2 separate regions of the Mus musculus genome follow, and region 1 is linked to region 2. Evidence: chromatin contacts called from public HiChIP or PLAC-seq data. All regions are on one chromosome and are shown on one strand. Each heading gives the region's core, a stretch centred on a gene start, on an enhancer-like site or on the middle of the called end of the contact. The rest is flanking DNA. Distances are from core to core; before and after follow the strand shown. Region 1 overlaps Kalrn (kalirin, RhoGEF kinase). Region 2 has its middle 9.7 kb from the start of 1700007L15Rik.

The links. HiChIP or PLAC-seq counts read pairs in DNA pulled down with a chosen protein or histone mark.
Region 1: an H3K27ac HiChIP or PLAC-seq map of embryonic stem cells shows a contact between it and region 2, with 3 times the contacts expected there. The contact joins two enhancer-like sites. A contact is called at or near these places in 1 of 39 promoter capture datasets (liver) and 1 of 115 datasets of contacts at active chromatin or transcription factors (embryonic stem cells).

What each region holds. Positions count from the first base shown.
Region 1 is chr16:34,081,560-34,088,276 of GRCm38.p6, forward strand. The region is part of intron 34 of Kalrn (kalirin, RhoGEF kinase); the gene reads right to left. Among named protein-coding and RNA genes, the nearest start is that of Gm41448, 35 kb to the right of the region's middle. Within about 2 kb of position 4,617, at least 11 of the 459 cell types and tissues checked have an H3K27ac peak or open chromatin away from gene starts, as enhancers often do. A contact at or near this core is called in embryonic stem cells, where this site is marked.
Region 2 is chr16:33,367,858-33,374,238 of GRCm38.p6, forward strand. No RefSeq gene overlaps it. Among named protein-coding and RNA genes, the nearest start is that of 1700007L15Rik, 9.7 kb to the right of the region's middle. Within about 2 kb of position 3,079, at least 40 of the 459 cell types and tissues checked have an H3K27ac peak or open chromatin away from gene starts, as enhancers often do. A contact at or near this core is called in embryonic stem cells, where this site is marked.

The sequences.
Region 1 (6,717 bases), core at 3,367-5,866, 720 kb after region 2:
TCCAGTGAAGGCACTTTGTAAAGACACAGGAACTCATAGGACTGCTTGCTAAGCATCTGTCAGAGATCAGATAGAAACACAGAGATGATCCCATTGAATCATAACCTGACCCAAGGCCAGAAGCATCACACAGACGCATTCTACGGCACAGAGTGCTGAATGCGACGGACCGTACTTACACATGGGGCTAAACTGCCTTCAGTGCTCTGCTCCTAGTGCCCGTCTTGACACAGCCATTCTACAACCAGGACTTCAGACACTGGTCCCGCCCCGTCTCTGCCATATGCACCCACGGATACAGAAGAAGATGCCAACCGACTCAAGCCTGGAGCCGGTGGTGGCAAGCTATCAACATAGCACAATGAGCAGGTTGTGTATCTCTCTAACCTGTGACCGGTTGTCTTTGGATTAGGAGACAAAGGTGAACACATAATTGTAGCATAATGTTTGGCAAGTAGCCATGGCAATTACAAGCCACTGAGTTATGTCATGGACATTTTACAATGGGAGGAATCTGGGAGGGCCGGAGAGTGTGAGGGACTTTCTCTGAGCGACTCAGACAAGCTAGGATAAAGGCCAACAGTGATACCTGTGGTCCCGCCCCGCCCCCCACTGCCTCCTCATCTTCTCCCAGGGCAGCTTAGGCTCTTGGAAAGGCCCATCCCCCTCCCTTCCCCCTCCCCTCTCCCACACATACACACTCCCTGGGAACAGCCCAGCTCTGGTTTTGCTCTCAAAGCTCTGGCTTGCCTCGCTGGCAGAAGGGTCAGAGTTAAATTTAGACCTGACCACCTCCCTGGGACTGAGCCGGATCACTAGCTGTGTGAGGAGAGAGGGAGTCAGTGTAGTATGGCTGGCTGCTGACGCTCTCAAATGGAAGCACTATTTGTTAGGCTGAAGGGACAGAATTTCTAAACCAAATCACAAGGAACTGGGAGATTAAAAATTAGAAAGCTTGAAACAAACCTTACAAGGGTTGCTGAGGCTTCTGACTCTGACAGAACACAAATGAACAAGCAGGGTTGTTGCTGGCTTTTCTTTTTTTTAACCTTTGTTGTTACTATTTATGTGTATGGGTGTTTTCACTTGTGTGCATGTCTTTGTACTGCATGCATGCAGTTCCCATGGAGACCAAAAGAGGGAGTCAGATACCCTAGAACTGAAGTTCCCAGACAGTTGTGAGCTGACAAGTGGGTGCTGCACATCAAACCCAAGACTTCTTGGACTTAACTGCTCAGCCATGTCTCTAGGCCTATCCCTGAACTGACTTAGAACAACGGCCCACAATCAGATCTACAATGTATCCAAAGAGGGGTCCCTAGACACACCTGAGATGGGGGCCATAACTGTGGAGGTGGTGGGTCCTGGGAGAGGCAGGAGCTGTGGATGGCGAGACCTCAGGACAGAAGCTGATCCCCGCCTTTGGGTGAGTGGGATGGGTGGGTGCTCAGGATGAGTGGGAATGGCCAAGGGAAGAGGCAGGGAATGGGAGTCTGCTGTTTTTAATTTAGATCCCAGTGGTAAGCTACCTAAGATGAAGCTTCAGGTCACAGGTTGACAGTTCCACAGGGACAGAGGTCATAAAGTAAAGGTGCCACCATGGCCCTTTGTGGCCAGAGAGCACAGATGCTCAGGGTCTGCAGAGTAAAGGCTTCCATGTGAGTACCTTGTCCCCTTCCCTCCCTGTGCTGCCCAGGCTGGCCTTGACCTCCTGGCTTCAGTCCCAGCGTTAGGACTGTGGTGTGACACTGTGCCCAGTCTATCCGAGCTACTGAAATAAAGCAGCTTCAAGCAAGGTACCCAAACTGGAACTCCACACAGCCATATCTGGCCCTGTGCACTTTGGCTGTATTCTCTTTGTGGTTTCCCATAATACTTAGCAAGGCCTTTTGGAAAGACTCCTTTAATAGGACCCAGAGTTCACACAGTGTGTTAGGGGCCCAATGAAAGGGAGCAACAAAACTTTTGATATTTATGTTACTCTTTCAGACAGGGCCCCAGTTGCCCAAATAAAATCCATCTCCACACCCTGCCAAGGGACAGTCTCAGTGTCCCATTGATTTTTATTTTGACTTGAGAGCACTTCAGAAGATGTGTATAAAAGACAACACACACACACACACACACACACACACACACACACACACACACACACACAGGAACCTAATCCATGGCTCCATCTACATTTTAAACGGAGAAGGGGTCTTTGGAGGAATTACCCATGACTAGGAGTCAGACACAGTCTGGGAGCCCAGGCCTTGCTAAGCCCGTGTGGAATTCATAGTTCTCAGTTTGACTGGACCACACTAGGTGTCTACACCTGGCTTCAGATTTGAACTGAACTGAACTTCCATCTGGCCTGGAGGGGTCATAGGAAACCCCTTGGACGTCTTACAAAGTCTTCTGGATTTGCTTGGATACTCAGACAGACTCTGATAGAATAAGACCAGCTGGACCTAGCTCTTGGCTCTTGGTTGTTGATTACCAAGTTGTGGTTTGAGATGGACTTGGGTCCCCTGAGTGGTAGAGGGTCCCCAGAATCCCAGTAGACATCTGTGAGCACCAGATGTAAGTAAGTGGCTACCACGGGAAAGGATTTTTGGTCAAAATTTAGTTTCAGGAATCTAGGAGGAAATTCCAGTTTGCCGGGTCCCCCGTTGTCCTAGATTTTTTTTTCCAAAGAGCTGTGCTCTCCGCTGGCCGGATCCAGTCCAACTCGCTCTAACTTTTCCAAACAAAGAGGCAGGTGCATTCTGCTTTCACTACCCTCCCCCTTTCAAAGGCCAAGTCATCTGCTATAGATAGTATGATGTCATCTCCCTAATTTCCACTAAAAAAATAAAAAGAGGCCAAAGTACAATGTATAGTACTCAGCACAACAAGGACTTGCAGAATATCATCTCCACTCTAACACGGAACCCAATTCAAACAATTGTGGCACTCTACTTTTTTTTTTTTTTTTAAATTAAGCTGGTGTGTGCAGCAGAGGGGCATCTCAGTTTGAACTAGCTTCACTTCATGCCCACTGAGCCCCAGGGAATAAATAGATTGGGCAGCCCTACTTTCTTTGTGGTCCACTGCATGTTTCTGCTCCTTTATTCACTTGGAATTGCAGTCCTTTAAAAGCCCTAACCTGTGTTCTGTGCTTTGGGAAGCCTCCCAGATGACCCCATTAGCATCTGCTTAATTACATTAATTAGCAATCAGATAGGAACTCACAATGCCAGCATTCTTGATCTTGATGACAAATTCTTCCTTTTCTTGTTCGTTTGCTATAACTGTTTCACACTTACGGATCAGTTCCCAAGCTGGACTGTAAAATATCTGGAAACCTGAATCTACCTAGCGTCATCTAGAATTTTCTATGAGCACTAGTCCCAAATTTACTCAACACAACAAGGACTTGCAGAATATTATCTCCACTCTAACATGGAACCAATTAAAACAACTGAAGTACTCTACTTTTTGTCTTAATTAAAAAAATTTTTTTTGATACTGTGTCTTTGACACCTGGTGAATTCTGGTAGTCCTAAAATTTTGGAGTGACTCGGAAAGTGTGTGCCTTAACTTCCCACATGATTAAGGGACTGCTGAAGTCATTTCAACATGACCCTCGGGACTTCGGGATGATCCACAACAACCAAACACTTCCCTAGCACTTACAACAAAGCAGCCTGAGTGGTTTACATATGTCAACTCATTTATGCTTTGCAAAATTCTCCATGAATAGATTCCAGGGTCATTTCTATTTTCCAGGAAAATAAAACCCTCAAACAAACAAGAAAAAGAATTTATTTATATAAGTTGTACAAGGTCTCAGAGAAAAGCAGTCTATCCGGCATTCACATTCACTGTGGCTCTTAACCCAGCCTCTCATTACAGCAATCTATTACCTTGCAATACGGAACCACAAAATACAGTTCTATTTATAGACTCTGTATATTAGTACATAGCCCAAGAATCAAAGGTATTAGTTTGTTATACTCTGAGCCAGGGCTTTTTTTTTTTTCATATAAAAGAATTAAGTTAATTCAGAAAATGTAAACAGAGGTAAACAGTTGGGAATCATGAAATTCCAAGTTCCAGAGGGTGCTTTTCATAATCCTAAACAAAACCCAGCACCCTGCTCCTCTCAAAGGGGATGAAGCTACTGGTAGCAGATGAGCTTCCAAGTTCAGAGATCCTCCCAGGGAAGACCCTCCACTCTAGGAATCTGCCCTTGGGATGCAGGTATGGGTAGGTGTCCTTATAATACTGTTTAGAGCAAAAATGAAATATCACTTCAAATAAGGAAGTTGATTAAATAGGAACAATTCACATTGATGCATGATTAAAAAGCATCTAGTGATATTGTTAAGGTCTCAAACCCAGGGCAAATGGCTAACAGAGGTGCCTATTTAACATAGCAAAGCAGACCTGGGGTTTTGCACCAGATGAAGGGAAAAGAGAAAAGAATGGTGGACAAGACCTAGGTGTGGTGGAGAAGATTTACTACAGAGAAGAGGGAGAGCATAGCCAGAGGCAGAAACATCTGGGAGAGCCCAGAGTGAATGGGGAGGGTAGCCCAGCCTCTGGGCTGGGGAGTTCAGGGAGGCGGGTGGGGAAAATGCCAGCCATACCTTGTAACAGGCAGAGATTGAGGGATGATAGGAGAGTCTGGTGGCCAGGACTCCTTGATATGTTAAATGGGCACCTCAGTTTGCTGTAGGTCCCAGGTTTGAGACTGAACAGTATTCAAATGAAATAGGAAGCCCCAAAGGGGTGTGTCTGGTTCTTTCTAGGGAGGAACCACAATGCTCCAATCTCAAGCTACCTATGGTTAGTAATCTGTTCTCAAAGTCTAGAATATTTTGTAACCCCTGTAAATGTATACACACACACACACACACACACACACGCACATGCACACACACACGTTTCCAACCTGTGGGTTAGACCATTGGAAAGCATCTATCTCCAATGGTCTTAGGAACTGAGACACTGCTCAGTAGCAAAATTACAGTTATGAAGTAGCTGTGAAAATAATTCAATGGTCAGGGGTCATCACAACATGAGGAACTGTATTAATGGATCACAGCATCAGGAAGGTTGAGAACCACTGCTCTAGAAGTTGTTATGTTTAAGGCATGGAATTTTATCTTCATCTGCCTATATTTAATTTTTTTACATTTACCTATTTTTTTTCCCTAGTCAGAAAAAAGAAATAGATCCTCCCTTCTCATTTACATGGATTTAATGACCTATATTTTATGGAATGTCTCGAAGAACAGAAACAAAAAACTCTTGGACCTGCTTTTTGAGATGAGTCACATGACCAAGGAGTGGAGGGAGGGTCGGCTCTGCAGCTCCAGCCTCTAGAGTTCACAGATGTCCCGAGGGGACAGGTGAGAGAACAGGTCTACGTGGTGAAAAAAATCTACCTCTGCAGAAACGGAAGGTATGGAAGGGAGACAAACTCCAGGCCAAGCATTCAAGCATTAGTGTGTCCGTCCACATGTGACCTCAGAAACACCTGCGTCCTAACCCTCAGCCCTCCCTCGTAGCTTCCCACAAGCTTTACTGGCTACACAAAACTCACACCAACAGTTTTCGAGCTCAAATCTGTTTACATACTTAGCCGTCCAAATATCCTGGAGGGCTGAGGACTGAGATTACTGATAGTATCTTTGCCCAGCATGCAAAAGTTTCTGCGTGCCGGCACCATCACTGGAAAAAAACAAAATTCTGCCAGGTGTGGTGGGCAGCACGACTCAGGAGGCAGAAGCAGGCAGATCTCTTGTGTTCCAAGCCTGGTGAGTTCCAGAACAACAACAACAACACAAATTCCTAATGTCTACTTGGAAGAGGTTCACAAGGTGAAATAAAAGCAAGTTCTGAAACATTATGTAAATTACGATCCAATTTGCATAGAAAGAGGTGAACTGAGTTCCAGCCAAGTCCTCTTTGTCTAACATTTGGTTTTGTGGTGACCACAGTAAGGAGAGAAACGGAGGCGACACGGTTCTTCCTGAGTAAGAAGATACCTCAGGAAGCTCCCAGAGCACAGAGCTCTCCAGGTTCCTCTTTTCCCTCTCTCTCCCAGCCCCCAGCCCAGCCAGAGTGATTGCCAAGGAGGCCTCTTGGACTTCCCAAAACAAGAATTCCCCTAGGAGAGGTGGCCTTCTCAGACAGAATGCTTTTTCTTTCAGGAGCTGGGGGAAGGGAGAGGGAGGAGATAAAGGATGAAAAGTCGGGGGGGGGGGGAGGGGGGGATAGAGAGAGGTGGGGGGGGGAGAAAAGGGACAGGGAGGGGGGAGGGGGAAAGAGGGACAAACCAGAAAGAGAAAGGAAGCCAGAGGAAACGTCAGAGAGGTACTAAGCCTTTGTGTCTCACCCCAGGTAGCTTGGTAAATCACAAGCTGTTAAGGGTCTGGGGGCTGAGACTAGCAAGTCTACCATTGTCCTTGCCATTGTCCTGACTGACCACACCAGGTCACTTCAGCTTCCAGGCTTCTGCCAGCAAGAGAGAGAGGATTCATAGCACTGGTGTGAGACGGGGCTGTGCAAACTGGCCAGTGCGGACTGTTTAGCACCATTTTTAACAGTGAAGCTTGGCTCCCATGTGGATGGAGAAAGATAACACCCCTATCCCTAAAAATGCACAGAGTCTAGTGCTGGAAGTGGAGAAGCTAGGGATGTCCTGTTATCTGGTGATCCACCAGCTGCTCTGAGAGAGGA
Region 2 (6,381 bases), core at 1,829-4,328:
CATGGCTGCCTCCTTCTACAAACTAATCTTACCTTTATTGTTAAGGATTAAAGGTGTGTAATAAAGGTATGTCTGTATTCCAGCCAGATCATACTGTAATCCAGAGCTTGTCAGAATTCCAGCCTATCACATAGGCCTAGAAGGTCTTTGGATGTGACACCTTGCCATAGTAGCCAGGATGCTGGATTAAGCTTCCTTTACATGTTCCAGGCAGTCCAACACCCTCTCTGGCCTTCAGAGGCATATGTGGCATACCCACACACATATACATTATATGTGATTTAAAAATAAAACAAGCCTTTAAAAAGAAGAGTGGGAGCCTGGTGGAGAAAAGGAAGTCGGTGCTTCCTTCTCTTTCTCTCTTTGATATACAGAGGTAGGCAGATCTGTAAGTTCAAGGCCAGCCTGGTGTCTATTGAGAGTTCTAGGACAGCCAGGGATACACACTGAGACCTTGTCAGTTGTTTTAAATTAGTCTCAGGTACACTGGTACTTGTTGGTGTTCTCTGCTGACACATAACACACATATCACACACATACATATAAAGTTAAAATTTTTATTATGTAGCAATAAAAATATTTTATTGTGTAACATACTAACATCATAAATGTATTATATTTTATATAACTATATATTATACAATGAATAATTTTTTATTGTTAGTCTATAGTATTATATATAATTGGAAAGAATACAAAGTTATATATTTTATATGTTATAAAGCTATATAATATACTGCTATTAAAGTATATAATAAAGTTATCTATTGTATATAGTGTTATGTGTAGTAATTTCTTATTATATATGTACATTTTCCCACTCCCTAAGGTTCTGAATAGTTTGTAGGCCCCTGAATACAGTATAGTTTCTCTCAATAGGGCTCTACACAGGCCTTTCTCTTTCCCTCCAGAGCTCTGCCTACCACTCCCTTTCAGGTCTCAGCTTCAATGTCACCTTGGGGAAGCTGTTCTGGCTCTGGGCTGGGCTGTATCCTCCTCCAGCATCCTGTGCTCATTCCTGGGTTAGCGTGTACTTCCTGGACTGAATCACATGTTTTACTCCTCCCGCTGGACACTGTAGGTTCTTTCTGTGCTGGGAGGTGCTCTTATTTGTCAATGTATTTCTAGCATCACTTACCAGACACTCAATAGCATTGTTCTGTGAATCGAAGAACAAATGTCTAGAATTCTCAGTGGAATGATTATTCTCAGCACCAGTCCATTCTCCGACACACAGGGAGCACTCAGGGACGACTCCTGAGTGGGGGACAGATGTGAGTCTTGATGCTCACCCAAGGAGCCTTGGAAAAATGGAGGGTGGTCTCCAGTGCCAGTGTATTGTGCTGTGTGGCCTTATCCCTCCTTTCTGCTTGAACAGAGGTCAGGAATGGAGTAAAGTGTGGATCTGCAGCCTAGGAGGCTGTGAGTTTCTCCGTATGCAAGCCTGCCCTGGCAGAGAAGGGGAGGGCACAGCAGATATGTGGACAGTCTCTGAATTCTCTGCAGTCCTCTTGGGTGCATAGAAGCTATCAGGCAAATATCACACATTTGGTTAAATAGTAAAGCCAATACTTCTTGTATATTTTCAGTACATTTAATGTTACCATATATATTTTTATATTGTATATAGTGTTATATACATATACTAAATATATAGCATATATAATATATACATAATACATTATATATGTATATATAAATCAGACTTTTATACCATTATTCCCTTCGGTGTGAGGTGATTTGTAGGACTGGTGACGATGTGCCATGGATAGATAATGAGAGGGACAGATCTGGCGCTTCTTTTCCGTGGTGGTCCTACAACCCAGCATCGTGGGGAATGTGGAGTAAATGATTCCACAGAACGCTGACCTTGACTTTTATAAACAGCAAAACATTTAAAAACGAAAGAGATGGAAACTTTCCCAGTACTCTGCACTCCCACACTGACTTTCCAAAACAGAGTGTTCTAAATAGTAATTGTCCTTGCTGATAGGACTATCATTGTGTATGCTGGCTGTTTGTATGTCATATCTACCTCTGCTAGAGAGGGCATGTGGGGTTAGACATATGCAAACAGATGATGTGTGGCCTGAGGCCAGGTGGGTGATGATTTTAAATTATTTATTTTTATTTCATGTGCTTTGTTCTGTTGCCTGCGTGCGCGTATGTCTGTTAGTATGAACATATAAGTTACAATTGTGAGTGCCACGTGGGTGCTGGGAATTGAACTCAGGTCCTCTGGAGGAGCAGTCAATGCTTTTAATTTCTGAGCCATCTCTCCAGCTCCTGGTAATGATTTTAACAGTAATACTAAAACTTTTTTTTTTAGATTTATTTATTTTATATATATGAGTACAGTGTTGCTGTCTTCAGACACACCAGAAGAGGGCATGAGATCCCATTACAGATGGTTGTGAGCCACCATGTGGTTGCTGGGAATTGAACTCAGGACCTCTGGAAGAGCCATCAGTGCTCTTAACCGGAGCAACTCTCCAGCCCAAAACTTACCTTCTTGTTGTTAGAGCCAGACTCTCATTCTATAGCCCAGGTTGTCCAAGAACTCATTTTGTCCACCAGGCTGACCTTCAGCCTTCAGGATTCTTCTGCCTCAGCCTTCAGAGTTCTGGGATTATAGGTGTGAGCCACCACACTTGCCTGAAAGTTTTCTTTTCACAAACAGAGCACATCTCAAACCAGTTGGCTTTTGAACTTTTTCTGAGCACTCTCTCCCTCTTGTAAGGGAAGAACAAAACATATAGAGATGCATAATCTTCCGAAAGAATAAAATGGCTGCCTCCAGGAAGCAGTATTTATTAAAAAGAAGTGAGTCACTTCACGGGGTGTGTGAAAGGGATTTGCCTGGGGGTTTAGACATTTTAAATCCTCTCTGTCTCCTGCAGCTGTCTGTGAGTTTAGTCTAATTCCTCTCTGAACCATAGCATTGGAGGCCTTTCTGGCCTTGGTTTTTAGGATTTGGTTACTAGAGTTGAACCCAGACAGAGCTTGCTCTAGTGCTGAGCTATGCTCCTAGCCTTGCCCTTCGGTTCCCTGTGGCCACAGAGCTCTCCTTAGGAAGGTATGAGATGGTTGCTGCTGAGGATAACCAGCCAATGAGTGAGAAGGTGAAATAGCCCCCATGGCTTCCTGTGCCGACTCCCCGCCCCTGCCCCCTCCCTGCCCTTTGCTCTTCCGGTGCCCTCCAACATCACACTGTGGACTTCATAACCCAGTACCTCGCTTAGCCCTTCTTAGAGTCTTTTCACTTTCATGTGGCTTCTAATACCTAGACTGAATACTGGCTGGCCGGAAGTTTGGGTTTTTGTCTGTTTGTTTGTTTTGTTGTTTTCCAAACCAACTAGCCTCTGTGTTGATCTAAACAATTGTTTAGTAGCAGGGTAACTTTAATATGCTTTGATACCTTTTTAAAATGTGATGGCTACCTGCCTGCTAAATGATTTGAGCTCTGGAGTCGGGAAGAGATCCTGTTGGTAAGAACATGATCCTTCTGGCCTCCACACGTGTGCACAGGTAAGCACACCCAGATGGAGTGCACGCCTGCACACAGACCCATAGAGATGTTGTGTACATAGTCACACAATAGCAATAAACAATTGTGTGGAATATTTATTTATTTATGTTTACTGTTTTTTAATTGTCAGAAATCTTATATGTAGACAGAATCTTTCCTAGTCCTGGCTGGCTTTGAACTCCATATGCAGCTAAAGGATACCCTTGAGTGCCAGATCTCCCTGCCGCCACCTCCTAAGGACTGGGCTTACAGGCGGGCACTGCTATACCAGGCTTTGAAATGTTGTCTGTTGTTTTAAGAGAGGTTTGTATGGGCTGGAGAGATGGCTCGGTGGTCAAGAGCACTCTCTGCTCTTCCAGAGGTCCTGAGTTCAAATCCCAGCAACCACATGGTGGCTCACAACCATCTGTAATGGGATCTGATGCCCTCTTCTGGTGTGTCTGAAGACAGCAACCGTGTACTCATATAAAATAAATAAATCTTAAAAAAAAAAAAAAAAGACTGGTTTGCTTATGCTAGCCTCAGAATCCTAGACTCAATCAGTTCTTTTGCCTCAGCCTCTCTAGTGGCTTACAGAAGTGGGGTTTATACGGTCTAGAAAAGAGACGCTTTGGATTGATACCATTTCTGCTTAACAGAAATCCACAGCTCTAATGTATAAAAGAGTGGTCAGTTTGTCTTTATTTGGTTAAACCCTTGGCAGGCACCAGATTCATTGGTCTCCTTCCCTTCCTTCCATCCTTACTTCCTTCTTCTTCTTCTTCTTCTTCTTCTTCTTCTTCTTCTTCTTCTTCTTCTTCTTCTTTTTTTTTTTTCCTGACAGGGTTTTACTATGTAGACAGGCTGGCCCCAAACTCCCACCTGCCTTTCCCTCCCAAGTGCTGGGATAAAGGCATGCATGGGTGTGTTGGCACAGCATAGAAGTAACTTCACAATGAGCCTCACTGAACTGGTCAGCCAGAGAACAAGCTCAATAAGTCCTCTGAAAACTGTTCAGCTTTTTTTTTCTGCAGCTTCATTGTTTATTTTGCCCTCAGCTCCAAATATGACTTCCATGCTAAACATTCTGCATGTTTTCTCACCCAAAGCATATTTCTCATGTTCTTTTCATGGGGCTTGGGGAGACATCTGTATAGTTTTTGTCTTTTGCTCTCATCCCTATCTACTTGCAAGAACTTTTTTTTCCCTCCCGAATTCATAAGTGTTAGTTTTAGGAAATTTGTCCTGCTGTGTTCTTAATAATATCAACAATATGTACGGCATACAACTATGTAACTAGCTATTATTAATACTTACAAGTATTAATATTTAATACTCACTGCAGCTTTAAGAGAACACCGGCCGAGTTTTGTTGTCAGGGTACTTAACAGCACAGAGGAAGTAAGAGAGGCAGACTGTACAGCCACTAAGTGGACAGTCAGGAGGCTCAGCGGGAGCCTGTGCATTTTACCCCGTGGTAACTGCTGGGCCCTAGAGGAGAGCATCTTTATTTTGTTGCTCCTCACATTTCATTTGGTTAATACCCAGCCTGGCCTAAGGCTTTTCTTTCTTTCTTTCTTCCTTTCTTCCTTCCTTTCTTTCTTTCTTTCTTTCTTTCTTTCTTTCTTTCTTTCTTTCTTTCTTTCTTTCTTTCTTCTTTCTCTCTCTCTCTCTCTCTCTCTCTCTCTATTTCTTTCTCTCTCTCTTTCTCTCTTCCTCTCTTCCTCTTTCTCTCTTTCTTCCTCTCTTCCTCTCTTTCTTATATAACTTGACTTTTCACATGTATACTGACTGGTTTTATGTCAACTTGATACAAGCCACAGTAATGTTGGAAAACTTTTTCGATTGAGAAAATGGCCCCCCCCATCAGATTGTTCTATGGGCAAGCCTGTTCTCCATTCTTTTTTTTTTTTTTTAACATTTATTATATGTAAGTACACTGTAGCTGTCTTCAGACACCCCAGAAGAGGGTATCAGATCTCATGACAGATGGTGTGAGCCACCATGTGGTTGCTGGGGTTTGAACTCAGGACCTTCAGAAGAGCGGTCAGTGCTCTTAACCGCTGAGCCATCTCTCCAGCCCCTGTTCTCCATTCTTGATTGATGATTGAAGTGGGAGGGCCCAGCTCTCTGTGGCACCAGCTCACTCTGTCACCCCTGGGCTGCTGGTCCTGGATGCTGTAAGAAAGCCAGCTGAGCAAGCCATGGGAGACAAGCCAATAAGCAGCAGTCCTCCATGGTCTCTCCATCAGGTTTCTACTCCAACTTGCCTGGATGGATTTCAAGCTGTAAGAAGAAATCAATCCTTTTGTCACTAGGGGGCTTTTGTCATGGTGTGTCATCACAGCCACAGAAGCCCTAAGATAACTTCTACTTTCCCTCGGATTCTTTCAAATCAAGGTAATCTCATTGATACTTTGGTGTCAATGTAAAAAAATTTTTTTGTTGTTGTTAAATCAAACTTAACAAACAAGCCGGGCGTGGTGGTGCACGCCTTTGATCCCAGCACTCGGGAGGCAGAGGCAGGTGGATTTCTGAGTTCAAGGCCAGCCTGGTCTACAGAGTGAGTTCCAGGACAGCCAGAGCTACACAGAGAAACCCTGTCTCGAGAAACAAACAAACAAACAAACAAACACCAAACTTAGCAAACAAGTACTTATATTTCCTGAACCTTCCCTGCTTCTCTTGTGCTGATTAGCCAATGGCATCTGATTGTGAAGTAGAACTTCCACAGATGGGCTGAGACACTGCCGTCCCCTGTTGGGGACTAAAGACAGGAGAAATGTTGGCCCTGCTGTGTTACTAGGTTGTTTGGGTTTTGGGGCACCCTTTACAAAAATGATTGCCTTGCCAAACCACTCTTTGTGTGTTCC